Regions from separate parts of the Mus musculus genome. Here all the other regions are linked to region 3. A link is a contact called in public Hi-C and HiChIP or PLAC-seq data. All regions are on one chromosome and are shown on one strand. The core of a region is the stretch at or near the end of the contact, and the rest is flanking DNA. Distances in the headings are between cores, read along the strand shown.

The links. A called contact is a pair of places that touch in the nucleus more often than the background predicts. HiChIP or PLAC-seq counts read pairs in DNA pulled down with a chosen protein or histone mark.
Region 1: a contact with region 3 is called in a Hi-C map of the N1E-115 cell line, with 6 times the contacts expected there. The contact joins the enhancer-like site here to the promoter of Sox6 in region 3. A contact is called at or near these places in 16 of 39 promoter capture datasets (the 3T3-L1 cell line, the HPC-7 cell line, the SN4741 cell line and 10 more), 4 of 484 Hi-C or Micro-C datasets (the HPC-7 cell line, the N1E-115 cell line, Sertoli cells and 1 more), 19 of 115 datasets of contacts at active chromatin or transcription factors (SST interneurons, T-cell acute lymphoblastic leukemia, craniofacial prominence and 14 more) and 3 of 9 other capture datasets (adipose tissue, embryonic stem cells and pancreatic islet).
Region 2: an H3K27ac HiChIP or PLAC-seq map of embryonic brain shows a contact between it and region 3, with 6 times the contacts expected there. The contact joins the enhancer-like site here to the promoter of Sox6 in region 3. A contact is called at or near these places in 20 of 39 promoter capture datasets (the 3T3-L1 cell line, 3T3-L1-derived adipocytes, the HPC-7 cell line and 13 more), 1 of 15 datasets of contacts at CTCF or cohesin (stem cell-derived epiblast-like cells), 6 of 484 Hi-C or Micro-C datasets (the G1E-ER4 cell line, the HPC-7 cell line, the N1E-115 cell line and 3 more), 21 of 115 datasets of contacts at active chromatin or transcription factors (SST interneurons, astrocytes, bone marrow-derived macrophages and 17 more) and 3 of 9 other capture datasets (embryonic stem cells, macrophages and pancreatic islet).
Region 4: a contact with region 3 is called in an H3K4me3 HiChIP or PLAC-seq map of embryonic midbrain, with 12 times the contacts expected there. The contact joins the enhancer-like site here to the promoter of Sox6 in region 3. A contact is called at or near these places in 24 of 39 promoter capture datasets (3T3-L1-derived adipocytes, the C10 cell line, the HPC-7 cell line and 15 more), 38 of 484 Hi-C or Micro-C datasets (the Ba/F3 cell line, CD4 T cells, the HPC-7 cell line and 26 more), 17 of 115 datasets of contacts at active chromatin or transcription factors (cardiomyocytes, craniofacial prominence, embryonic basal ganglia and 12 more) and 5 of 9 other capture datasets (adipose tissue, embryonic stem cells, liver and 2 more).

Annotation. Positions count from the first base shown.
Region 1 is chr7:115,324,559-115,331,789 of GRCm38.p6, reverse strand. No RefSeq gene overlaps it. Among named protein-coding and RNA genes, the nearest start is that of Gm45999, 70 kb to the left of the region's middle. Within about 2 kb of position 3,304, at least 6 of the 459 cell types and tissues checked have an H3K27ac peak or open chromatin away from gene starts, as enhancers often do. A contact at or near this core is called in the N1E-115 cell line, where this site is marked.
Region 2 is chr7:115,406,681-115,413,591 of GRCm38.p6, reverse strand. No RefSeq gene overlaps it. Among named protein-coding and RNA genes, the nearest start is that of Gm45999, 12 kb to the right of the region's middle. Within about 2 kb of position 1,946, at least 25 of the 459 cell types and tissues checked have an H3K27ac peak or open chromatin away from gene starts, as enhancers often do. A contact at or near this core is called in the G1E-ER4 cell line, the N1E-115 cell line, astrocytes and 2 more, where this site is marked.
Region 3 is chr7:116,035,173-116,041,965 of GRCm38.p6, reverse strand. It overlaps Sox6 (SRY (sex determining region Y)-box 6), which reads left to right and starts at 3,222. Exons shown (of 16, transcript NM_001025559.3): 1 at 3,222-3,289.
Region 4 is chr7:115,230,704-115,238,000 of GRCm38.p6, reverse strand. No RefSeq gene overlaps it. Among named protein-coding and RNA genes, the nearest start is that of Gm34282, 100 kb to the right of the region's middle. Within about 2 kb of position 3,895, at least 13 of the 459 cell types and tissues checked have an H3K27ac peak or open chromatin away from gene starts, as enhancers often do.

The sequences.
Region 1 (7,231 bases), core at 2,055-4,554, 710 kb after region 3:
GGTTGGTTTGACCCACAGCTTCCAAAGCATCTTGAGTTGTGAGGGGAAAAGATAATTCTCTTTTTAGTTTTGGTTCATAGATCTCTGAATCAGGGGGAACTGAGTTTTTACCACATTTATTATAAAGATTATTTTAAAAGAACCTGGGCTTTTGCTGGACAGTTATATGACCCATATGGCTTTTGGCTGTCTTCCTTGGACAAGAGCAATAGTTTGTACACAGAATGGAAGGAAGCAGATATTTATGAGCAGGATTTGTGTTATACAATGCTACATTGCTCCCATTTTTTTTCTCCTTGTGTTCCAAGATTACATGTTCTCGCTTTAGCCATGTGTTTGCAGGGTATCTCTGGGGAATGGATATACTTTCTTCTCTCATATTGTCTATTCATGTAGCTTTTCTGACCAATTACATAGAACTGACATCCTTATGTGCCAGTGGGAACAGAGACAGATCCACTGCTCATTGTAGTAATCCATTTATTCTGTTTCCTTAATCATGTCACCAAAACAGAGAAGACTTTCCCATCCTGGTTTCTAATATGAGGGAGATATGGATTAAAAAAAGACTATAAAATAGGCAGTCTGTAGCTAAGAATAACTTAAGAGACAACTTGGTTGCTAGACACCTGAAGTCTGGGTGGGGGTAGGTTGCTATTATAGGTTTGTTGCTTATTAAACTGGTGTCACCTTGGCACCTTGGGTCTTAACTCATGTCTCCTTTGTTATATTTCTAGAGGGTCATTAAATAGTTTCTTCCTGATTCATTTATTAATCAGAAATTACTTCCTACTCATCAGAAGCTTAAGAAAGTATCAAGTGATACATTTTTTTTTCTTAAAGAAACAGTCACAATTGACAAAACATTGATGAATTTCAGTAAAGCGTAAAATACAATAGATGTATTGACAGTAATGTCATGTAAAACTGTTCAATGGATGTGTTCATATGACTTTCTGTGCTGATCCCAAATAATTGCATATTAGGCATATTAGTTTTTGAATGTTTAAGAAATGCACGATCACTTAGTAAAGTCAACCCCATAATCCAGCACTATATCTTAAACTTTTTATTTTAAAATAAAATAATTCAAACTTATATAAAACTTGCATAAAATAGCACTAATTATTTCAAAACCCATTCTCACTTTTTCTGCATATTTACATTTGCCATGTATATTTTATTACTCTGCTTTATTTTTTCTGAACCAATTAAGAGTTGCTTGGAGAGTGGGAACGATGGCTCAGCAGAGCACCGGCTGCTTCTGTAGAGGACTCAGGTTCAATTCCCAGCAGCCACATAATGGCTCACAGCTGTCTGCAACGTTAGGTTCAGGAGATCCAATGCCTTCTTCTGGCTTCCATGAGCATCAGACACAAACATGATGCACAGACATATGTGCAGGACAAATATCATTCACATAAAATAAAATTAAAAAGAATTGGTTAAACACCTGATTCTTTCTATTTCTGAACTCATGTGGTTATAATACCTTATGAAAAACAATAGTTTAAAAATTATGACTATAATGCTATCATCTACCATATAGACTTCAATCAAATTTTCTAATTGTCATTTAATTGTTTTCTTAATGGCAGACAAACAAAAATTCTTCTTCTAACTGTGATCATTAATTGTATTTATCTGTAATGTCTTTCCTCTCAAAAAGCATGGGGTGGAAGTGGGGGTGAGGTGATGGCAGGATGGGGACAGATCATCCCTCAGATCTTTGCCTTTGTTATTGACTTTGACTCTTCCTCGTCTTTTCCTCTTTCACGACATCGACACGAAGAGTGCTGGTCAGTTTTAGGTCACCAGCCCATCAATTTAGATGTGATTTTGGTTTTCACGATCAGATTCAAATGAGTCGTTTTGGCAAGACATCATAGGGGTTAATGCTAGTTATTCTCCTTACGGTGGATCAGCCTCGGGATACAGCTCTGCCCCGATAGGACGGTGTTAACTTTGATCACTCAGCTAAGGTGATAGCTACAGGCTGCTTCATGTATTCACCATTTCCCTCCCTGAAATGAATAAATATTTTTAGAAGAGACTCTGACTAAATATATACCCCATTTCTCATCAAAATTCCACCTGCTAGTCTCAGCCTAGATTTGTAATTCCTTTTTAAATCACTTGTCACTGTTGCAGCCAAAAAGTCATCTCATTTTATCGAATTCTTTACACCGTTGTTAGTTTTGACGTTCCACTGTAAAGAAGAATATCTCTTTTTTCTTAAAATTTATTCATTCATTGTTAATACAATTTATTTCTTAGTCTAGGCTCAATAATTTATTCATATATACATATATATGCCATTGGTTATAATTAGTTATTATTACTTAATCAGATTAAGAAACTATTCCAGGCTTAACTAGTGAGAGTCCCTTAAAATGAATTTCTACAGCTGGGGAGGTTGCTCAGTCAATGAAGTGCTTGCCATACAAGTGTAGCCACCTGCACAGGCACCTGAGTACCTCCCCTAGGACCCATGTGAAAGGATGGGATTGGCACCACCCACTATTAATCTCAGTGCAGGGGAGAAGGAGACAGACGATCCCTAGACTGACTGAATCATAAAGTTCCAGGGCAGAGTGAAACTATTTCAAACAAACAGGTGAATGGCAACACATAGACACATACGCACACACACACATACCATGCATGCACATGCACAGGCACATGCACGCATGCATGCATGCAAGCACAGAGCCCAAACATGAAAAGATCTCTATGTTCTTTTAACATCTTAACACATTTTTGCACTTTGGTACATACTACTGGGGACAGGCCAGTGTTTTGTTTTGTTTTCTCAAAGAGTCTTTAATTCCTACAGCAGTCCTCTGAACTAGGCATGTGGATGTCCTACAGAGGCACACACTAGGGCCTTTGGGATTATGTGACCCAAGAGTGTTTTCTGATGAGCTGAGCTTGTGGGATCCAAGGGGAATCCCCTGGCCTTTGGTTGACCTACATCACTGTTGGTCACTACTCATACATTTATTTTCTAAACCTAATTCTAAGCTATTTTGGTGGGAGAGTCTATGTTTTAACTTATATCACCCAACAATTCCAGTGCACCACGGGTGTTCAACAGAAACTTCACACTTGACTCAAGAAAGCGCCTGAAAAGTCTTCCCTCCAGGCCAACTCTGGAGTTAGTTATAAAAACATTGGTGACCAGACGTCTTAATTATTGCTATTCTTTGTAAGGGATACCATCTTCAAGTGAGAAAGAGAAGAGCAGTCTGTTTGGCTGGGGAGGGGCAAACCCAATAAAGTTGCCAGCTGCACTCCATATCTGTACAGCAGCAGAACAAGCCATCCCACACTCCCTTGTCACTGTTACATAAGCCAGAAGACACCAAGAGTCATAAACTAGCCCACAGTAGGAATCCTTATCTTCAGCCGATTATGAGACCACATGGAGGCAAGTTCACAATAAATGATATTGTTCTAATTAAGACCTAGTCAGCTGAAAATTAAAAGCACAAAATCAAAACCCCTCTGTCCTTGCAGACATCCGGACCAGGCGGCTTTTTGATGGTGATTGTCTCCGTGCATCTTTCCGTCAAGGACTGAGCCAAATTGCACCATTTGTTCTAATTAGCCCTCTCCTGAGATTGCAAAGTTTCTAATTACCCAGGGAGTTATTCCAAACTCCTTCCTGAGCTTCCAGGGTAGAGGTTGTGCTGGAGACCTGAGTCAGTTCAGAACTTGCTGCCAAGAGGCCACCAGCAGAGATCTTTCCTCCTAAGTAGACTTATCAAGGAAATGTAAGAGGGATGGAGAGATGGCTCAGCAGCTAAGAGCATTGGCTACTCTTCCAGGGCACCCAGGTATCAATTCTCAGCACCACATGGCTGCTTACAATCATCAGTAGTTCCAGTTTCAGGAGATCTGATACCCTCCTCCAGCCACCACAGGCACCAGGCAGGCACATAATAAACAAGCATATAGACCATATAGGCATGCAAATCACCCATGAAAATAAAACATAAAAAATGAAGATGTTATAGCAAAGTAAGAAAGGGATTGGAGGGGATCACCCGCACTGGCCTCTTCTCGGCCAGGTTTCCAGCTTTCTTTTCCCAGGCCTGCATACAAGGGGCCTCCCTGGGAAGCACAGCTCACCTTCCCTCACTGCCAGGTCCTCTGGCTCTGCTCAAGCTTTATGTGTGTGAGACCGCAGCCACATCTGGGAACACAGGACTCTGCCAGAGTCCCATGGATGGTTAGGTCCCTTCTTAAGAGCTTCAGCTTTGGTTACTGGCTGTCTTAGGACAGTGTCACTTCACTCTTCAGATTTGGGTTCTTGTGCTGCCCTCTGATAGCTCCTCTGGCCAAGGAGTGGTCAAAGCCCACACAGCTTCCAGTCCTAGAATGCCACCCATCCCCCACCCCCTTGCTGATCTCTTTTAATCCTTCCTAAACCTTTACACATGTCCCCTTATTCAACTCTCCTTGTTTGTACCCATCTCTTTCCTGGAAGATCCAGAGAATAAGTAACTTGGATCTTCAGCGGAGACTGAGAGACAAACATCATGTGTGGCACACCTGACTTGATTCCACTCCTGAAAGCTTAGTATAAGGAGTGCAAACTTTAGTTATGCAAACTAGCAAGGATGATGCTCTGGCAGCAGGCTCTTCCTGCTTTCTCTCCATCTGCCCAGGCAATGTCCTGCATGTTTCCCTGGTACTCACTCACTTGTGCCATGAGTAACCTCGTAAGACAGACACAAGTTTTATGCTTTAAAGAGAAAGAAACTAAAGCACAGAGAGGTCAGGGGTCACCTCTAAGTTCCTGCATCCCAGGGTGGGAATCATAACCAGAGGTTCCAGCACCAGGGCCTGAGTTCCTTATTTCTATATGAGATTACCCCACATGGACAGAAAGTTGGTACCAACAGATGTTGAATGAAATTCCATTAATCACCCAGATTATAAAACCATCTGAACAATCACTTTTTTTTTTGAAGAAAAAAATTCACAACATTTGGGAGTCATTTTTAACTTTGAGACTTCTGGTGTAAATGTGGACACTCATTAGTGCCATTTTCAGCAAAGTGTATTTTCTTTAGGCAGGTGGATCAAATGTTCAAGTGCTATGTAAAGGACTCCAGAGATTTGGTATGGTCATTAATAGACCTGGAACCTCACTTCCTTTGTGAGAGTTTGCTAAGTCTCTACACATTTCTCTCATCTGATGTCCACCTCCTTTGTCATCATCTGACCCAGCCACTACCACTACCATCACCATGCCTTCGCTTAGAAGACTCAGCCACATATTTTGAACATAATCTTAAACGAAGAGACACTGTGTCTTGGCCTGAAAACAAAATCTTGTCACCTCCACTGTGAGCTGGTTCTAAAGTGGGACTGACTACTAACAGGGCAGGCAATTACCTTGGGAACTCAGATGTAGATGGTGTTGAGAGTTAGTCTCATTGAGAAGCAAGGTGAAGGAGTTTGAGTTGGCAGTGAAGGTAGGGAGGTGGAGTGGGATGCAGTGGAGTGGAAGAGGGGGCAGGCTGATAGACAGGCATGCATTTAGTCGAAGGACTCACTGAGACTCCTCTGAAACTCAACACTATCTCCGGCTTTGTGGCTTCTGGCTCTGTTCTGCAAGTATCCTTTCATTCTCCAGGTTTTCACAAATGCTATGGCTTCTGTCTAAAAGGATCTCACCTGTCTAGTGAAATCTCAAGCACAGATGACCTCCCTGATGTCCTATGAGTTCAACTGGAGTCCATGCTTCTCATTTCCCCAGGTTTTGGTGGTGGGCCATAGGTGACGCTGTGCCTACCATTATTTGTGTATATGGTGACTCTACCTACCTAAGTGCATAGAGCAGAGCTTTATCATCCTTGTGAATACTTGGAGAAGGATGTATGCTTCATTTCTCACACTTAATAACATACACATCATTTCTATATACTGCTACACAAACATGGCATTTAACATACTGGAGATGGCTTACATTTTAGAGGACCTGTGCCATTAGGAAGTTTATCCTAGTTCTCAGTCTTAAGAAATGCTTGCTGGTGTCTTATCAAATAATGAAGCATCAAAATATATTTTTTGTGTATAATCCTGTATAATATGTATTTCATTTTAATCTTTGATCTATACTCACTTCTGACCTGTTGGTGATATCTCTATCACCAAGGGAAGGCATCAATTATGAAAGTTTATGTTTCTTCCCATCCTGGCAGTTACTGGCATCAGGTCTTGCCCTTGACCATGTTTTTCTTGGTTGTATGGTTGGACACCCATTTTTCCATGAATGAACTGGCCAAAGTATAAAATGACTATCTTGTGGGTGTGTGCATTCACACAAATACCATGTCACACATATGGAAGTCGGAAGACAACTCTCAGGCATTGGTTCTCTGTCCATGAGGGTTCCAGGGTTAGAACTTTGGTCATCAGGCTTAGAGTCAAGTGCCTTTATCCTTTGAGGCATCCTGCTGGCCCAAACTATTACTGTTTAAGAAATTGTTCTTGCTCTGCACACATAGTAAAGTTAAAACAAGGAAACAGAACCTTAAAATTGCAGCAGATCTGGGTGGGATGTATGTCATATGCATCAGCAGATAGCAGCACTCTGAGCTTGCTTTGTTTGTTTGTTTATCCCTTTCTTTCTTTCCTATATTCTGAGAAATAGAAGCTATTACCTAAAACTTAAAACTGGAAAGGGGTGGGGGGTGGGGGGTGGAAACTGGTTGTACAAATCACAATGGTAATTCAGCCTACATCAACAGAGAGCATATTTGATCAGTTCCTGGTGTTTAAGGATTCTCTCTCTCTCTCTCTCTCTCTCTCTCTCTCTCTCTCTCTCTCTCTCTCTCTCACACACACACACACACACACACACACACCTATAAATAAGAAGAATTAAGTTTCAAAGCCTGGATGGAGAAGAGATCTCTGAGATAAAGAGGTTTGGGCCCTGTCCAACCTCCAAGACCTTATAAGGCCTTGGCAGGGAATGGAGTTGTACCACTGGGCAGGAGTGATCAAATCTAGATTTAAGGACTGAAGGAAGAAATTTAGAAGCCTGAGGCACAGTGAGCTTCCCAGGGGAGAATGCTGGAGAGACTGGTGACTGAAGCATATCTCATTTGTGCTAGATTATGCACTTGTTTTGGGTGGGATGATTGAGTTAGATGCTAATTGTAGGGCATTGGGCTATACACAGACAGTCTTGTCTCCAGTCGAGCTAAGGTCT
Region 2 (6,911 bases), core at 697-3,196, 630 kb after region 3:
TAAGTTGATGGTGCTAGGGCAGGAGTGGAGAGAATGGAGCTGGCTCTTTCCCCAGATAGCAAGCATGGCTCAATGGAGAACTGGTGTCACCCCAGGGGATCCTTGGCCCCTACTTTTTTTAACTTTATATTTTTATGCATGGGTGTTTTGCTTGCATGTAAGTCTATGTACCATGTGTATGGGTAACCCATAGAGACCAGAAGAGGACATTAGATACCCTGGCACTGGAATTACATATTGATATAAGCTACTGTGCAGGTGCTGGGAACCAAATATAGGTCCTTTGCAAGAACAGCAAATACTCTTAACTGCTTGTCTTTTTTTTTTTTTTTTTTTTTTTTTTTTTTGGTCTGTTTTACTGCTGTGAATAGTCACCATGACCAAGGCAACTCTTATAAGGACAACCTTTAATTGGGGCCAGCTTACAGATTCAGAGGTTCAGTCCATTTTCATCAAGGTGGGAGCATGGCAGTGTCTAGGCAGGCATGGTGCAGGAGGAGCTGAGAGTTCTACCTCTTCATCTGAAGGCAGCTAGGAGAAGATTGGGCTTCCAGGCAGCTAGAATGGGGATATTAAAGCCCATGCCTACAGTGACACACCTACTCCAACAAGGCCACACCTACTCTAACAAGGCCAAGTCTCCTAACAGCGCCACTCCCTGGGCCAAGCATATACAAATCATCACAATGCTATTCTTAACTCATCCCATTTCTCCATCCCTCAGATTCTACTTCTTGGCTAGGACTCAGCGAATGTGTCCTGCTTTCCAAGAAGTCTTTGGACTTGAGTCTCACAACATCTCTCCTAGTGCAGCAAATGTCCCTCTGTAAATTTCCTGGGGCTGATCTCTGCCTGGGTAATCTGGGGTCAGTTGCTTGACTTCCTTGTGTATGGTTTTGCCACTGGTCAGTAGAGGACAGTGAGAACACTGGGGTACTGGGTGAGGAATGAGAGGCGAGTGCTCTCTTCTGCAAGGCTGGGGGTAAGCCATCTACAGTCCTCCCACTTCTCCCTCATCCCCATCTCTTCGTTTTGTCCTGATCTCAATGCCGGAGTGGAGACACTGCCCCAAAGTTCAGCAGTCTCTCCAGCCACACCAGGTAGAGTAGAGGTGGCTGTAGGCAGAAGACTCACCCCTGGATTTGTGCTCCTTTTAGCAACCCAGCACTTTCTTGTCTTATCTAGTAATCCACAGAAGACAAGTGGGGAGAGAGGAGTCTCACCTCCAACCCAGTGCTTAACAACAGTGCTTAGGACCACTACCAGAGCCTCGGCTGTGGCATTTTGTCTGTACCTTGGGTTTGGTGTCGTGGTCAAGGCTATCCTATAAACCAAACAAGACGTTATGGTTACAGTAATGATGGTGATGGTACTGGTGGTGGTGGGTGTATCAAAGCTCCCAAGACAACATGTGACTACATACTTTTTTCTGTCTATCCCTCCTCTTTCTAAGCGCTAGTGTTGGGGCTGAAGGGGCTACAGGGTGGATACCATGTAGCCACAGACCACAGATCCCTACTTGGGAAGAAAAACAAAAGGCCTGTGACCCAGCAGAAGTTATGGCTTCCTACTCCCAAGTGTGGTTGGCACATTGTTCAGATACTTGGAAGGACCCTAGATGATTGATTTCTAGTTTATAGACACCCTGTCTCCCTCCTCGTGCCATCTGTTGACCCCAGGTGGGATGCCCGTTCTGGCCTGACTTAGCTTTCTCACTACTGAGGTATCAGCCCAGTATCTTGAGATTAAGCACAGACTCAGACCTGAAAGAAGCTTTGTTTCTAGGCCAGCTTGGTAGCGCTGCCTTCCTGAGTCAGCTCCCCAAGTCAGGGGCCATGCAAACCACTCAGGGGCTCTCTGATTGCTGGGCTCCATCCAGTCCCAATCAGCAGGCACCATCCACAGGCAGCTTCTTCCCTCCCCTCTCTGCCCAGCCCAGGCTGTACAGTGGTGGATTACAGGGCTGAGGCTGGCAGCCTGCCCTTGGGTTTCCTGAGACTGCATTAGGGGGCTGGGAGCATCCTGGAGTTCCTACCCTGGGGGCCTCTTCTTCTCAGGCTGCTCAGCCAAAGCAGAGGCTTGGACTCTTCCGTGTCTTTTGATGGTATTGTCCCCTTCCTTGTGACTAGTGAGGATTCTAGAAATTCCCCTCCAACCTTGAACAATGACAAATCCCATTCTTTTATTTCCAGAACACAAACTTCACCTGAGATTTCTTAAAAAAAAAAAAAAAAAAAAAAAAAAAAAAAACCAGATAGGCTTAAATACAGAACCACCACAAGGTGGAATATTTTAGGAATATTCCCATCCAATTTAGGAGCTTCAAATGCAAGTGTTAACTGTCCTTCCACCTTCCTCTCTCTCCTTTAGCTGTTAGTATCTGCTCATAAATGCCAAAGCCCAAATGGAACCCGTTGAGCAGTCAGACCCAGTAGAACAACAATGAGATCTTGGCTAACAAAGTGCCAGTGTCTGCCAAGCCAGTTTATCCTTTATTTATTATTTTCATTGTGGCTTAAAATACAAAGGCCTTGTGGCTAAGCCTGGAAGATGGAGCATGTGCAGTAAGAAGCCTGCCTCTGATCAGAGGCCGCAAAGGAGCTCCGAGACTTTCCCCTTCACCTCACTGGCCAGTGACTGAGACTAGACACAGCATGTTTTGAATTTACAGAGAGATCTACAGCTTTGGGCTCGGTTTTAGTACTTTTAAAAAGCAATCAATAATGGCCAGTTTGTAATAAGAAAAATTTATGAACTGACAGCCAAAATGTAATTACAGAGGGGATCCCTTGCAAGAAAAAAGAGGTGATGTGAGCAGACATCTCGACAATCTGTTTGCACTCGTTTGCGTTCATATAAGTGATGGAGTGCTTCTGGGTTGCGCGGGCGCTCTCCGGGGGCTTGTCTGGAGCCTGGAAAAGTCGCTGCCAAAGTTTTGGCTAACGAAGGGTAATGGCTCCTGCGTTAACTTCTCGTTGTTACCCACCAAATCGATTTTTCACAGTGTTACTTTTATGGCTAAGGCTACCAGGTGGTAGCTTCTACACCTCATCTTCTCGGTCCCTGAGAAGCTAGAGATACAACACCTGGACCTTTCTGGAAACCAGGGCAGTGCTGCAGCCCACCTCAGGAGGCTGCTGTCCTTTGCTCCCGCTTGGTACTTTGAGCACACTGCTGAGGACAGATGATCACTCTGGATGTTTTCTAGAAACTCTCCTAGGTTGCTTTTGTTGCTATGATAAACACCATGATCAAAGTCAACTTCGAGAGGAAAATACACTTGTAGGTCATAGTTCATCACTGAGGAAAGTCAGGGCAGAGCTCAAGGAAAGAACCTGGAGGCAGGAACTGAGGCAGAGGCCATGGACAGTGCTGCACATTGGCTTGCTCCTCATACCTTGCTCAGCCTGCTGTTGTCTATACTCCAGGACCACCACTTGCCTCGGTTGCTGCTACTCACGATGGGCTGGACCCTCCCGCATCAACATCAACCGTTACTCAAGAATATGTCCTCAGGCCAATCTGATGAGACGCTTGCTTAATTGCAACTTCCTCTTCCTAGATGACTCTAGTTTGCGCCTAGTTGTCCCAAACCTAATAGTATAGCATCTTTGGACGTCTCTGGGCATTATCCAATTTCAAGACACTGGGCACCACGTGTAGCCTTTCACCCACACAAAGACTCAACTAAGACTTTGAAAAAACATATTTGTTTCAGTTCACCAGGGCCTTTGGGGGACAGTGCGCCTACTGACATTGCCAGATATCTGAGGGAGCTTTTACTCTGCGAAGTTCCACCTTTCCTGGTTACATTATGTTTCTTTCAACTCTTTCTTCAAGTACTGAGATTTGAACCCAGCACTTTATACCAAGTTACAGCCTTAGCAGAGACTTGTTCAAGAAATGGAAATGACTGGCCCTTCCCCTCTCTAGGCCCAGAGACAAGAGAGACACGACTCACTGAGAAACATAAGTAACCTCAGCCAAGTGCCCTCAGAGCCAAACCCGGGACCCAGAGGACACTTGAACTAGCCATTCCTGAAACAACTTAGAGGGAATGGCTGCGTTTCTCAGCTCACCGCAAAGAGAACACAGAGAACTTCGCTCAGTATCTCAGAGGACCCGGAGCAAAGAGCCAGGCAGACAAAGCAACATCGAGAACAAGGTCAACTTCCCGTTAACTCGCAGGAGGCTGGCATTTCCAAGGTACCCATAGTCTTTACTCTCCTCTTCCCTGCACATTTCTGTTTATGGAGGTTGACCTGCTTTTCTCAGGGGTTCAGAAAAAAAAAACAACCCTGGAATTTGCTGTATATTTGGCCTCAAGGACAGGAAAACGTCCCAAGGTCCTGTGTCTTTTAGACACAGCAGGTCCAGCCAGATCCCTGTGTCTTTTTCTAAATGGAGTTGTCTCCACCCACACAAAGCCTTGTCTCTTCTGGGGCCAGGACACATGACTGGGCAGGGGCTCCAGCCCCACAGAGAAAGCTTTCTAAGCCATTATCTCCTCAGGACACAGCAGGAGCCAAAGTAGGTGTTATTAGCGGCCTCTAAAGGGGTAGGCTGCATTCTCTAGACCAGGCAGGAGAGTGAGCTGGCTGGACAAAGGACTAAAGGCAAGACATTATTATTTTAAAAAAAAAAAGGCAAAGGAAGCAGTAAGAAAAGGAGGAAAAAGGAGAACTGGTAAGTTGGGACCAGACTGTTCCCCAAACAAGAAACCCCAGCAAGTTTCTGGCCTCCTTGTGCCTGTAGAATCAAAGATGGCAAAAGGAAAAAGGCTTTCAGAGTACCATTAAGATAGGAATCTTCAAACCAGGACTGCTACTAGGTCCCACAGAGCCTGGCCCAGAAAGGAAGGGATTCCCCTGGACTTCCAAGCCAAGCTCTCTTCCTGTATCCAGCCCACTTTTATCTTCCTGTGCTTAAGGGGAATGTAACTTTCATCCTTTGAAATCAGCCAACTCAAGGACAGCCCCTAATGATGTTGCCTCTCCTGGCTTAGTTACATGTGACATCTGTGATAAGAACTTGTCTTAGTAATTACTTCAAACATATATTCAGGACAACCCAGCCCAAGGCCTGTCCCAACAGGTGAAATTAGGTGCCACCACTACGAGGCCACTAACTGGACACACTAGTGCACACTTGAATCCTTAGCACTCTGACGGAGGCAGACTTAGGACCATGAAAGAGTTGGAGGCTAGCCTGAGCTATATCAGGGCATCTTGTTTCCAAAAGGTATCAAAATTGAAAATATTTAACCATCAACTTTGTCACTTCATCTCTATGAGACTGAGGGTATATCCTTCTCTCCTCTTCTCAGACCCTCCATTTTCCCCTCTGCAAAATGGGACAGACAACAGACAGTGGGATGGGAGGGAAGGGCTGCATGACTCAGCATCACTGTGGCTTGGCTTGCTTTCAGGATCTCCACTGTGTTATTGTTGATGAAGCTCACCACTGATGGTCCTCTGTAAGGTAGGGGCATAGCCACATACCCAGCCTTAGCCTCCCAGTTAGGATGTCACACTACAGGAAACTTGGCTGTCAGGATAGACAGAGGCAGCTGTCAGATAGGGTGAATTTATTAAACCACAACGTCTGATTAGTGATTCTATAGTGGGTGCCTGCCTTTGAGATGTCTCGTAGGTTGGCTAGGCACTTGATCGATTGGCATGTATGATTTGCCAATGTAGGTCATTTATTTCTTGAAAAATTTAAAATAGTAATAGATGGGTTAAGGTTATTTGCTAAACAAGGAAATGAATATATAACAAGATTCATACAGAGATATACTCTAGGAATTCATTTTGTTTGCAGCCCACAGGGGGAGTTTTATCTCTTTCTCCCATGAGGCAGCAGACACACAAGATGCCTTTATCTTTTTCCTCATCTTGGATGCAGATCATGAGCTTCATTATGGACCTAGAGTTGGTGTTAACTCTGTCTGATGTCAGCTCCTCTTTCGTCAATCCAAGACTTCCTCACGTACCTGTGATGTCTCCCAGATGGACCTCTTTAACTCTGGACTCTTGGTATATATTATATGGAAGGAAATGAAAGCCTGCTGTTTTAAGCCACTTGATCCAAAAGCACTTGTTTGATAGCCATAGGAAGCTGGCACAGGCCCTGATCTTCCCCATTCTCTGTGGCTTGCTTTCAACATTTATACTTAACTCAAAGTTTTTTCTTTCCCTGTTCAGTTCTGTGTGCTCATCTAGTCTTCCAAATCTGTTGTTTGCTTTTTGAGGCAGATTTTCATGTAGCCCCATCTCAGCAGTAATTCTAGTGCTTGGAAGACAGAGACAGGTGAATCTCTGAGGGATCCAGCCAAATTCCTTGAGTTCAAGGCCAATGAGAAAATCTACCTCCAAAAACAAGCTGGACAGTGTCCTGAGGAATGGTAGCCATGATTGACCTCTGGCCTCCACATGCATGTGCCCACCCTACACACATGTGCATGTATGTATACATACACACATGAACATGCAAACACAAATAACAATCTAGCACTGTGGTGTTCAATCTTGTTCATGCTGCGCCCCTGTAATACAGTTCCTCATGTTGTGGTGTCCCCACAACCATAAAATTATTTAATCATTTCTTCTTAATTGTAATTTTTTACTGTTATGAATCATAATATAAATATCAGTGTTTTCTGATGGTCTTAGGTAACCCCTGTGAAGGAGTTATTCAACCATATGTTCAGAACCACTGGGACAGATACTCCCTAGGAATGATAGCAGCTGCGCTTGGCCCTGGACATCACTGATCCCATTTCTTTCTTCCTCCTTCAGCTAAGATCAGCAGACTCCTTCCTTTATGACCTCTTCAGCATCACTATGTGCCTCTACCTTGGCCAACTGTAACCCTCACCTCTGGTGCAGGTTTCTCATCCTTTTTCTTTG
Region 3 (6,793 bases), core at 1,973-4,472:
TTATGGAATTGGTCTCTACACATTCAATGTATTTTCCAGTTCTTTGATATTTCTACCTAAGCTTGGTTTCTGCCAGTTATGTTGGCTCTAGTGTTTGCCCGTCTCATTTAAGATAAAATGAATGGCCAGTATTATGTATAGTAAAGCCAAGCTTCCTTTGAGTTAAGGCTTTGGAGCATTGTGCAAGCCTAATGTTCTTCCATGAAGTTGGCCCACCCCACTGTGACTAAGAAATGAGATGATTTGAGGGCTATTACATACTTACGATTTTCATAGTGGATTAGAATAACATTACTTAGCACAGGTGTTTCTATGATTGGGATTCCCTGGGAAAATTCAGTACTGTATTCAATAGTACTCAGCTTTCCACATGAGCGAAGGCACTGTTGATTTGCTGGGCTGTGGCATAAATCAGGAGAGAGGTCTGGCTTCGAGGCTTGTTGCTTCTCCTTTCAGAGAAAACATTTCCTCTTGGCTATTAGCATCATATTGCTGTGGACCTATTTACAAATTTTCTTTCATTTATTTATTGCTGGCCAAATACTGGAGGCCACAGCTGGTGTCAGCCAGTCCTGGTTTAAGCTTTCATATAACTCAAAATAGTTCCCAAGTGTCCTTTTTCTTAAACAATTCTCCTTTTGTAAAACATCATATTTAAATAACATTTATGTACTCAAGCAGCAGTGAAAAATCTCAGAAGTGTTCTCAGGGCAGTTCTCTGAGGAGAACCTTTGGGATGGCTTTGTAAGATGCCTCCAAGTCTTGAAGGCAGTTGTCCAGGAATAACAAAGAACAACTGCAGTAGGTTGTTGCAAGATTCAACAAGAGGGCTCTTAAAAGCCTGATATACAAACTGCAAATATATCTGCAGAGCAGTGAGTGAAAATGAGCTTAAGACGATGGAAGCAGGTGATACAATTAATAGCACACTACTGTTTTGCCAAACCTATTCTTAAGGTGCCCAGAAGGCCTGAGTTTTTGGGAAGTGGGACACTTGAGACTCAGCTTTTGCAGCACATAGCTATGCTGTCTCAACGTTCCTCTCTTGTTTTCAGTTCTCATCTTAAGACCTCTGCTTATGACTGCTTGCATCTCTAAGTACCTTTGTCTCCCATCGAAGAGCAAGCAAAGGAACCCAAGGGAGGCCGAGGCCGCCCTGAGCCATGACCTCCGTCCTGTAGGAGCCGAGGCTGTGTCTTTCTCAAGGTATCTACCCGTTCCCTGCCTGGGTAGTTAGTGCTGAAAGTCCGGGTCTCGGATCTGTTCTCTAACCCCAGGTTTGTAGTCTAGTGAGAGAATGCACTGAGTACTGGCATTAGCTACTTTGCAGGTGTCGCTCTGCCATCTTCTGATCTGGGTTTCCCAGCAGTACGGCTTCCGGGACTCCTCTGCTCCAGGGGGACCTTCGTAGGCTTAAAACAAAAACAAAAACAAAAACAAAAACAAAAAACAAAAAACAAAACAAAACAAAAACTGTCCCGGAGGTCGTCCTGGCTGCCAGCTCTGCCTGCATGATGGGTCGTAGTGGCTTTGAGCCCAGCGCACTCTTGAGCTCCACCTCAAGGTGGCGACCGAGGCACGTAAACAAAGGCTGCACTGGCAGTTGGCACCCATGGGCTCCTCCACGAACTCCAGTTTCCCAGCGGCTCCTCCGAGAGCTGAATTGACTGTTAAAGGGGCCCTTGTAGATGGATCGTTGGGCCGGAATGTCAGCCGTGCGTTCGTGCGTGACTGAATGACTGAATGACTCTCTTTCTGTGTGTACACGCACGTGCGCGTAGCCTGCGCTTCTGTATCGCCGAAGCAGGCAGAAGCGCTTCTAGGATGGAAACTAGCCCCGTTTGGGACGCTGGAGCTTTCCTGGCGTCACCTGAGCCTGCAGTCCCCCCAACCCCCCTCCCGTCCCCTGTGATCTGGCTGGTCCGGGCTTCTGCCCACTGTGCGGCCTGAGTACCCTGGGTCAGTGAGCAACTGGCAGGACAGAGGGTTTGATTGCTGTGGCAAACAGCAGGTTTGCAGATCTCTGTTCAGTGACACCCACGATTTATGAGTGGCTCCGGTATATACAACTCTTTGCTGCGCTGGAGTCCTCTAGGGTGCGCGCAGGCCGACCCTAGGGGTAGGGGTAGTTGTGGGCGGAGAAGAGAGACACGGACAGTGAAAGAATAAGCATGCGGCAGTCATACAGTCTTACCTCAGGGACGAAGGACACGGTTCCTAGAACTGCGATCTGCACGGCCAGTGTGCAGCCCAGCTGTTTCTCCCGTAGGCGCTTCCCGCCTAACACCGCCTTCTGACTAACTTGGATAGGGCTTGAGCTGCCCCCTCCTTTTTTCCTCCCCTTCTTTTCCTTTCCAGACATCGCTTTAACTCAACCCAAGGCATATCCAGAAGTCAGTTCCGTATAGAGCTTCCATTCAGTCGTGGGGGGGGAAATCCGGTATACAGTTTCTTGTAGGCAGATGGAAGAACTAGATGGTTACAGGACTTTGGAGGGGTGCGTAGGAATGGCACGGGGTGTTGGTGGCAGCGAAAGACAGTTTCTTTGGGGTCTTCGCACTGCCGCAGGTAAGGCTCTCAGATTACAGCTGCCCTCCTGTAGAGTCACAGTTGTGGGCTAGCGGAGGGCGCTCTGCTGTTGAGAGGGGAGTGGAGGAGGGTGGAGTGGGAGAAATGGGCTCTGGACAGACTCCACCAGCACGCATTGTCTTGGTTGGTGTCTGTGCCGGGCGCTCAGCTGATGTCTTTGGGAGCTTTTGAACAAGGTAGACCCTCTAATACCCTCCCCCACTCTCTAGACAGTGTTTCAAAAGATGCGAATAGCTCTAAAATAAGTTTAATTTTTTGTCTGACTTCCCGTTCAAGATGTAAAAAGGATCAAATAAATGAAACTTTATTTGACTGTGGAGTTTATCCAGAGACTCAGCGACATCTCTGGTCTTTGGCCTTATTCTAATTCTATGGTAGTAATTACCCTTCGTTTCTTTAAGTGCGATAGATTTATTGCCTTAGAGACTATGCACAGTTTGATTGAATTATTCATTTTTTTCTTTGGTGTAGACTGCATCTGGGGACTCTGATGTGACGTGTAGATTTTTTTTTTCAGGAACAAAGGGAATGTGGAAATGAAAGAGAGAGGGAGAGAGAGGCTGGCAGATGTAATGAGACGCGGTGAAGGTGTACGCAGACGGGCACTCCCACGCCTCCTCCCTTCGGCTCTCACTGCAGCCCTGGGTAACTCGCAGGCTAACACAAACAGCTTTTCTCCCGCAGCCTGCCCTCTGTCACTGTAAGTACATCACCCTTCTCTTATCAGCATGCAGATTCCAGCCACGCACTCCCTCGCCTTGGCTTTGCACCTTTGACAGCAAAAGCACATTGGGAAATTAACTTTCCTAAGCTAGGAAAGGCATGTCTAGAAAACTTACTTTTTATTTATCTTTATTGTTCTTTGAAAACAGAAGTTCATGCATTTTTACCACTTTTCCTACCTTTGTGACAGTGCTCTGTTGCTCTTGTCACCGTGGCTATGCTTTTTTCAACTGGATGACTCTCAGATTCAGATGAAATTTAATGTTATTCTCCATCCGTTTAAAGTACAGGCGCAGTGCCTTGTCCTTCTGCGAAATGCTATCTTAAAGGACGAAGAATATTATTCACAGTTTGCTTTTGTTGCTGAAACCCGAGTTCCAACCTCTTTGAGGCACTGCCTGTCCCAAGGGCACTGTTATTTGGGAGCTGATACTATCTGCTTCTCCCAAACTTAAACAAAAGTGCCGCGGGCTGCGAGAGCGCTTGGGTGTTTGTCATCCAGGGTTAAGGAGACCAATGGCGAAAACTTTTCTCCACGCTGTAATTAAAGTTTTTCAACTTCTTCCCTTTTGCCTTTTACACTCGTTCACATACTCTTCGTTTTGTTAAAAGTTCTCCTTGGTGTTTTGGAGTGAGTGACATATTTGTCCTGTTTACACAGTAGCCATGAAGCCCTTCCTGCGAGAAGTTGGCCACCTTAAGATGAAGTCATGTAGGTCTGAATGATCCGCCCGGTTAGTGTAAAAGAGCCTTTCAAAGGGAGAATTCGAGGTTTTAACGGCTGTTCTATTTTCTTTCTTTCTTTCTTTCTTTCTTTCTTTCTTTCTTTCTTTCTTTCTTTCTTTCTTCTCTCTCTCTCTCTCTCTCTCTCTCTCTCTCTCTCTCTCTTTGCGTGGGTGTTTTAAATATTAACTTCTGAAGCAGGATTAATTGCATTGCCCTTCCCAAGTTCAGGGGGAACCTCTCTCCAGGAACGCGCCTTGTCTCTGCCAGTTCGTGCCTCTTCTCTGGAGGTGCGAGGCCAAACTTAACAAAGCCGAGTTGCCTTTGGTTGGTCGAGGTGCAAAGGGACACAAACACAGCGGGCGCCCAGGCAGCAACCGCAGCAGGCAGGTAAGTCAGCCCCACCCGCTGGCCTCTTCTTCCCTTCTCAGTCCTGGCATTTCAAAGGCTGGGTTCAAGTCGAGCTGGCTCCAGACCCTAGAAGTGAGCTTGTGTGTTCCAGGATTGGGATGCGGTGTCGGGTGCCCTTCATAGACTTCTTGGAACCCGCAGGCGTGCGGATCAGGTGGGAAGCCCACCAGACCAGCGGATGGATGCCTGGCTTTCTGCCTCACCCACTTGCGTAGTACAGCTGGTGCTCAAGGCTTTGGAGGAAACCCTTAGCAAGCACACACCCCTACTTCCCCCGGGCCACATGTCACCCAGTGCAGTCTGGATTGTGACGCCCAGACCCCAAACTTTAGTGTTCTTCCTTTGGGACGAAATATGTCACCTGCTCTGGGTTGTTTGCCCCTCAGCCATCTACTTTGGTACTAGTTTATGACTTGAAATCTAAAGCGGTCTCTTGAGCTCCTTTTCAGAAGGTACTAGGGCCTTGGATCACAGAAATCTTTTTCTTTTCCTTCTTGCCTCCCGCCAGCCCAGAGGCCTGTTTTCTGGTCGGCTGGTTCTGCTTCCCAGATCCCAGAATACTCTGTGATTTTAAAAGACCAATGTGCTGGTATTGGGAAAGCCAAACCTGCCTCAGCAATTAGGAGGAACCCAGTGGCGCCCATGTTTGCTTATGCAATGGCTCATCTGTTTGAATGGCTCTTCCCTGCGAATTGGTCTTTGACACCTATCTTGGCACTTCTCTTTGCAGCTTTTTAGGGCAGGTCATTTGGTTTGACCTGTAGGATTTGGACAGGGTTTCTGGACAGGGTTTCTGGTTTGAATTCTCAGGAAGGCAGCTGAGGCAGCTGAAGAGTTCAAGGCTCAGGAATTCAGAGCTGGGCCAGGTGGAGCCTTGCTCAGACACAAATGGGGGAAGCTTTCTCAGATGGAAGTGCAGATTTGGACTTTCCTTCTGGATGTTAGGTCTATGGACGGTCCAGTGTTCTAAGGAACACTGCTAAATAAAAATCTGGCCTACTAGGTACCCTTCATGGTTCTCTAGTTGTGCTATCTGGAGGCAGTTGTGAGCAATGGAAATCTCAACATTTCTTGTTAAGGACTCCTTTCCTTCCAACCAGCCTTCAAGCCATTTTAACACACAGCCTCTAAACTCTGAACCCTCCAGTTGTTTTCCAGAAAGCAGAAACAGCCAGTCTCTGCATTTCTCCAGGCTCATCCTAGGTGTGCTCTCTACCTCCATCCCACCTCTCTCTTGTCTGGAGTTCATATGGAAGCTAATTAACATGGAGTATACATTAGGAGCCTCTTCCTTCCATTGCCTGCTTAACAATTTCTCTTTTATTCTTGCTTCTATCTATGGGAGGTCTTCCTCTTGTTGCTCATCATTCCAGATTCTTCTGTTTACTTCAGTGTCTCTCCTTAGAAGGCTCCTCAAAGGAGCTCTCTTTTGTCAGTTTCTACAAAGTAGAAGCCTTTAAAGTCTCTGCAGCTTATGTTGATCAACTAGGATCTTGCTCCTAGCTTTGTTCCTGATGTAGGTCTCCACTGACCTCAGTTTTGTGTTTTTGTTTTTGTTTTTTTTTCCTTTCTGGGCCTTGCTTGAGGGAGGTCGACCCCTTGTACACTGCCTCTTGCCAGCAACCACAGATAGTTTTCTCACGTACCTCTTTCTCTTTTCTCAACTACCACTGCGGACACCATCTATGTTCCCTCTGGTTCTGGTCTTCCAGTTGTCTATGCCTTGAGAAAAGGTTCCAGGCCTCTCCTCATTTAGGCATTCTGCATCTGCCACACCATTAGTCCACTCTACACATAGCTCAGAGGGGGATCTTGATCCGGGCTAGGGCTTTTATTGTGGGAGGGACAGTGCTTTTTATTCAATAATTGTTTATATCTGAATGTGCAATTTTATGTGCTAGTCTGGTCGACTTAAAAGTTTTCAACATCTCCAGGCTTCAGTTTAGCCCTCTGGGATTGTTTCTTTCTAGTGTCTAGTCTTTGCAAGGCTGAGTTAATGCACATGTGTCACCCACTCAGTTCCATAGAATAGACAGACGTTCAGCCATTTTATTTATTGCTGTACAGGTATGAAGCTGTCTGTGGTGTTTGCACGTATCTTTTTATAGAAATTTTATTCCGTGAACTCTGTCAGTCATATGGCCTTCAGGACAAGGCTACCCACAAAGTTAGGGATTTGTTATGCCAATTTCTTTTTCTTTCAGTTTCTCCTATATTGTTTCAGTTTTTCTTCCCCATTCCCTGAGGTTCTGCACATTGATGGTTTTATGATCGGTTTCCTGCATCCTTTTTTCTCTACTCTGTTGACTACTCTTTCTCATCTGCACTACTAGCCCCCAAAGCCACT
Region 4 (7,297 bases), core at 2,646-5,145, 800 kb after region 3:
TTACAAAGAAATCTGATTGGACGTTAGCCATATACACCTGGAAGACTTTAAATCTTCTGATGGCTAGCCTGCTGCTCTTTCTTAAAACTTGCATCAGACTGTCATGTTGTCCCTATAAGTCAATAATGGTGGTAATCTACTGAGAGGTGCTTTGTGACTTCCAAAGTAACTGAGTCTGGTTCTCATCTGAAGACAAATAGGAAAGACCTGAAGAGTAAAAACATCTACTTGTTCTGGGTCCTGGGAAGTTATTCTAAACTGTTGAGGAGGATGTAGATCCTGAGGAAACACAACTTTCATACATTGTAGTTACTTTGACTTAACTTCCATGCCCTAGAGTAAACTTAAGGTTTCTAGTGGGTGGAGTCTTAGAAACATCTACGTATTTGTATGCCCATAAGCATGTCAAACATGCCAGGCTTTGTGTGTGTATCATGCCTGTGGCTCCTGCCCAATGTTGTGTGTAGGTGCCACAGCATAGAGCAGAATGCCTTCCATGATAACAGAAACATACATTACACATGCTGGCATGTGTGCACATATGTATGTGAATGTATGTAGATTTTACCCACAGTGCTTGCCTCTAAAGCTGTCATCCTGTGGCAGATGCTGCTTATGTGGCTTCCTGGCTGACTCCCCAGGCCTCATTAGCACATACACTTGCTCTCCATTCTTCTGATCACTCATCACTACTGGTGGCTGGATGCTTGCCAGGTAGAAGGAGAAATTCCTCACAGTTTTCTGAGGATCCACATGTCTGTATCAGCCCTAGGTTCATCCCAGGACCAGGAATAATCCGAAGGAACAAGAAGAGAATTTAGTTTATTCATTTGGCTATCTCTCCTAAGACCCTCTTACTGGTGCCCCTTCTATTCTTCTGGCTCATGTGCCCTATCTCAGCCTTCCAGTAGTATATATTAAAGGCAGGCTCTGTCATCAATTTCAGCCCATAGTGTGTGGAACTGGTCTTGAAGCACAGTCCTGTGGATGATGAAGATGTAGAAATGATCCACATGAGATAGCTACTGACAACCATGATGATTAGGCCAACTGAAAGTTTTGACTCTGGCTGGCAAGATGGGTAAGCACATTGACTGCCCTTCTGAACGTCCAGAGTTCAAATTCCAGCAACCATATGGTGGCTCACAACCACCCATAATGAGATCTGACGCCCTCTTCTGGTTCGTCTGAAGATAGCAACAGTATACTTATAATAAATCAAGAAAGAGAGGAAGGAAGGAAGGAAGGAAGGAAGGAAGGAAGGAAGGAAGGAAGGAAGGAAGGAAGGAAGGAAGGGGAGAGAGGGGGGAGAGAGGGAGAGAGAGAGAGAGAGAGAGAGAGAGAGAGAGAGAGAGAGAGAGAGAGAGAGAGAGAAAGTAAAAGTTAATTTTGACTCCTTCATCAGTGGCTAGGCCAAGAGTGAGCTCGTGCCTCTGGAAAGTCTGTTGGTGCCCAAGCTCAGGAGTGCAGCATTTATAAAGACAAAACCATAATTGCATCAGTATTGGTGTAGAGGCTTCTTAACATTAGTGAGACACTTAGAGTTTTCTGGTAATATCTTCTCTCTTTGTAAGATTCAGGGGTATCTTCTACATACTGCACCATGGTCAAGGTCATGGATGGTTCCAGAAGTGTTGCCAAGGTGGAGGTGGCTGTTAAAGATGCCACCAGAAGACCAGGAATGTACCATGTTGGGATAGAAAGGCGTTAACTTAGTCATTTCAAGATAACCCTAGGTAAATTAGCAATTTCTTCTTCATAATTATTTCTCAGTTCTAACCAGATTACAGTGTGACCTCTGGCTACCACCTCCAGGCCTGCCCCACCATGATAGACTCTGATTCTCTGAACTTTGAGCCCAGATAAACCCTTCTTCTGCTGAGTTGCCTTTTGTCAGGTCACAACCTCAAGAATAACTAATGCATGGGTAATGGAAGCTGAGATAGAAGTTGGGTGTGGGTTAGGAACAAGACCACTTTCTTCTCTGTGACTTGCATGCTCTCTTTGAGGCTGGTATAAATTTCAAGTAAAACTGAGCCGCTATTCATTCCATTCAGCACTTACTAGGCACCTCTATTGTGACAAGCCTATCTCTTTCCTTCAAAGAATGTTGGCATTTGGATCAATAAAATGATCAGTGAGCTGCCATGCCAGAGTTCCACAGAATGGTCAGAATAAGCAACTTTCAGATATGACTCTCGTCATGGTTCAAGATCGAGGTGACAGTAACACTAGCAGCTGCTCTTCCAGAGAACCCAGGATCAATTCCTAGCAGCTGAATGGAAGCTCACAACCATCTGTTATTCTAATTCCAAGGGATCTGATGCACTCTTCTGGACTTCAAGGCACTGCGTGGGTGTGGTACACATGCATACATGCAGGCAAACACTCATGGTTGATAGTGGATTGGCTTCTATGGGGACCACGAGGTAAATGCATGTTCTAAGCTGTCTTCTTCTGGTAGATGGCCAGAATCTATTTCCTCCCTGTGCCTCCACAGTGCTTTATCTTTCTGAGGTGACTACATTGTCTCTCACCAAAGCCAAAGTCTTCCTGATGTCATATTCCATTTCTTGACCTGGTACAAAGGCAACCCTGTAAGGTTTACAAGACTCAAACAGACAATGAATAAACAGAATTACGGTTCAAAAGAATCACTGACACTCCATGCCTGACCTACATGTGTAAAACTGCTGTCAAGTAGTAACCCCCTTTCCACTTCCATGGTCCAAAGCACTTCCTGATATAGCTAGGCTGCCCCATACCCTGCATTTCTGAAGTTATTGTCTTTAGTCTACAGCCTTTCCTCAGACATCCCTATGCCCTGAAGCTTGCTTTTCTAGATACTTGCCAGACTTATTGAGCAGGGCTGGTCCCTTTTGGGTGGTTTCTCTCTGGTTAAAAATAAAGGTTAGTCTTGATGGTTAATTTAGCTGGATTGAGAAGTATCTAGAAAGTTGATAAAACTCACTTCTGGGAACCCCCTGTGAAGGTGTTTCCAGATACAACTGGCATTTAGGTGAGCACACTGAGTGGCAAGATCTGCCTTGAATGAAGGCCATACCATCCAGAGGAATAGAGGAGGCCAGCCTGACAGGATTAGGCTAACTTTGTTATCTTCTGCCATCTCCATGGACATCAAATGCCACTTTGTCAGCCACTGAAAATGAGCTGGGCCAGAGACTCTCCAAATGCTTCTGGACCCTCAGCTTTGAAATGGGGCTGCACCATTGGGCCCTCGTGTTTCAAGGCTACCAGCATCAGGCTGCTCCTCCAGCTCTCTGCCCTGTAACAAGCAGTCATTGTGGTCATTACGGAACTACCTAGCTTCCATGTGTGTGAGCCACTTGAATAAACTTTATAATTGTATGCTCAGAATAGACTTGAAGCTGTAAGTGGCCCTTTCTGGTTTGCATACCTGTGTGACCACTGCAAAGGCCCTGGTCCAGCTTGTCTTCATTTAGGGTCCTGAGCTTGAAGGATGAAGAGGAAGAAGTGCATCAGCTGTACAGTACCTGACTGTTGCAGCACCAGGGTATAATGGCACTTCTGAGCTCTGCCTAGGGACTTCACTCTAGCAAACAGAAGCTGACCTGGACAAAAACCATTAGAGATCAGGACATATCCATACCCCAGCACGCTCCTGGCATAAAGGACCTAGCTAAATACCTTTGCAAAGCCTATATTGTGCAGGATTCTTGTACCGCCTACCCGGCCATCCCCATACTATCAAATCTTTCTTGAGGCCTTTGTTGTCAAACCAAATATAGCGCTCCATTGTCTGGCCTTCCACCCATTCTGGCTGAATAAAGGGGCCTACTCCCCAGACTAAGGGGCGCAGGGCTCCAGTGGTCTCCTCAATGCTATCTCACCACTGCAGCCCACACTGGGAACCTTCAACTCCCCCACCCCCCAGCTCTGCTCCTGGGCCTGTGGCTGCACCATTGATACCCGTGCATTCTTTTCCAGAGGTTCCCACGAGCATGTCACTAACCATTTCCTGGGCCTTATCACCAGGAGGGGGAAAAAAAGGAGCGCCTTTGAAAAGTGGAAACAAAACATCAGGCTTCATTGTTGTGTGACTTCCCGGTCACAATCAGGCCTCCCCATCACTCAACATGCAGAGACTACAAACGCAGACTAATACAGACACTTGGATCTGCAATTTGACCAGGACATTTATTGTTCAGTATCTGTAGTCTCTGCTCTGTGCTTGTGGCTTTTAAAATTTCCTTTTCAGTGCGCTTTCCACCGGCTCTGTTCAGAGGGAAAAAAAAAAAAGGCCCCTGGCTGCTGGTTAACTTCAAGGAGCCACTGAGTCAATTTGTAAACTTTGAGGTGAGGAATTTCACCAGAAATTCCTGGGGGAAAACAGCTCTGCGTTCACCTTCTGTTTTGTACCTTCCCATTCTCCTTTCTGTTCCCTCCATATGCATATATACCTCCCTCAGCCCCTGGATACCTCAGTTTACCTAACCCTGACCAGGGTTGCTTCTAATTGATTTCTTGTCATAAATGAGGAAGGCATCTCTTTACTTTAAAATTTTACTGTTGCTCCTTAGACACACATGGGTCTGGACATTCCAAAGAAATGGAAGAGATGAACTTGGAAACCTTTGATGCTGTGGAGAAGGAGGAGAATGCAGTGGCCTGCCCAGTGTTACACGGTCACTGGGTGACAGTCTGCCTGAAAATGATGTGTCCAGCTGTGTGTTAAAAATTCTCTGAAGGGCCTGGGAAGATGGTCAGTAGGGAAAGTGCTTGCCAAACAAGCAAAGGGGAGAGAGAGAACCAACTACCAACTCTACAAAGTTGTCCTCTGGTATGTGTGTGTGTGTGTGTGTGTGTGTGTGTGTGTGTACTGGTATGTGTGCTCCTGTGTTCAGGTATGTGGTATAGAGACTAGAAGTCGGTCTTGGGTATCACCCCTCATGAGATCATCTCCCTTGTGATTTTTTTAAAGACGGTTTCACTCACAGACTTGGAGATGACACAGTAGTTTAATCTGCCTGACCAGTGAGGCTTGAGCTTCTGTCTGTCTCCACCCCTCCAGAGCTTGGATTATACACAGTCACCACTCCTGGCTATTCTCTGCTGGCTGTGAGGATTGAACTCATGCTCTTCGGCTTGAAGGGCAAGCACTTACCAGCTGAGCCATCTCTTCAGCCCTGGAAATCAGTATTTCATATGTAGTCACCTTGCAACACTTCAATAAAACCAGTGACTGTCATTGCATCTGATCATTGTCATGTCCAGAAGAAAAGGTAGAGCCTGCCAGGTCCAGATAGCCACCTGGATTCTCAGGAGAATGTCTGAAGACAGGATCTGAGGCTCTAGAACCCAGGAGGGGTGGGTGTAAAATAAAATATTGGGGGATACATGGGTGCCTGTCAGACCTCCCTAAATCACCCTAACAACCATGGTGGTGTGTTGAGAGAATTCTAGCAAGAATCCAATGCAGTGCCTAGTTCAGTCTATAGTCAGGGTGATGTGTGTCATGGCGGGCATGTGGAGGTCAGAGGACAACTTTCTGGTGTCACTCTCTCAATCCCTTTGCTTGTATGGTAGATGCTTTATACACTGACCCATCTTCCCTGCCCTTCAGAGAGTTTTTAACACACAGCACTTCCTGGAGGATTGCCACCAAGCCACAGTGTGCCACTGGGCAGTCTTTCTCCACAAAAATCAGAGGCTTGACATGTCTCTCCCCTCAGTTTTCCCAGAACAGCCAGACCTGAGTGTGTCTCAGTGTCAACAGTAGATAACATCCCACCTCCTTCCTCATTTACCCCAAGAAATCAACCTGAAGCAGCCCTGCCAGCTGATCCTCTGGGTATACAATGAGAGAATGGGGTAGGAGGGAGATGGGGTTGGAATATATGGAGTGGGATCTAGAAACAGACCCGCTTCCCATGACTTCCAAGGGAACACACTAATCAATGAGAACAAGCTGTCTTTAAGCCCTGGTGATTTCATAAAGTCTTCCCTGTGTCAGAGACATAGAGGATCTTTTGCAATAGTTTTTTAGATACTAGGTTATTCCCACCTTCTAATTCTGATACTTGAACTAGAAGCAACACAGGTTGCCCCCACTCTCAGACCATTGATCTGGCACATGCTTGGCCTAGCTGCAAAGGAGGCCAGGAAGTGGAGTGGAAACATGTGGGTATTCAAAGAGGATTGCTTGCCTCTATCTTCTTAGTCATACTCTGCTGTCTCCTGATGGGTAGACTGAACTGAGAAAGGACTGAAAGTCCCAGTGGAGACAGCCAATGTCAGGGATGATGGATGGAGCAGAGAACCTAGTCCAACTAAGTCAACCTTTGACTTTCAAATCTTACACTTGATATCTGTGCCTCACACTGTTTCTATGACTATGAAATCTATATTCTCCTAGTGTGCATATATCCCAGCCTCTCACTGGGAAGTGCAGTTGCTGTTATGGCCTGACAGTGGTTAAGATGCCTAGTCTGTGTCACTGTCTGAAGTCAGTGTCCCCTATCAATACTTATCATTCAGAGGCCCTGTCAAGTGGTGACTGAAAGGATAAGCAAAGTTGTGCCCTGCTTGAGAAACCATCTTAAGGTGCTCATGTCCAAGGACTTCCACCGAGGGCTAACCCTGGAAGAGCCAGGACTCTCGCAGGCAGTATGCTTGCCTCTCTTCTGGGTTGGTTTTGTCAGTGAGTTTCTCTGTCCTAGCATAGTGATCTTATCACAGCAGATTAAAAATGAGAATGGGCTCATAAAATATACATTATGGTCTCTCATGGGCTCATAAAACCAGATAAATGCTCTGCTCCGGAGAATCCTAGATGGAGCTTACACTCCTCTCTCTCTCCATAATGGAATTGTCAACAGAAGATAATTGGAGTTAAAAAAAAATCCTGTCACTTGTATGGTTCAACTTAATGCAATGATTGTCTGACCCTAAGGCTGCCCAGAGGAAAAGCACGTCACACCAGAGGCAGCTTGGTCTTTTTTTTTTTTTTAACTTCAGATAGCTGTTCTATGTCTTCCATGAGGGTTGGAGCAAAGCTATCAAAAGAAATCTTGTTTCTAGATGGTTCCAACTGCCTTCCCAACGATACCTGATGACTCTTTAGCACTTGAGTTCAGTTAGTAGCCAGGCTTGGCATAAATCTGTGCCCAGCACTGGTGAGCATCATGTTAGACACTTTTTCTTACTGCTGTGACAAGACGTCTGGCAAGAGCAACTGAAGGAAGGAAGGGAGATTTGTTTGGACTCACAGCTGGAGGGGACAGTCTACTATGGTGGGGAAGACATGGCAGCAGGC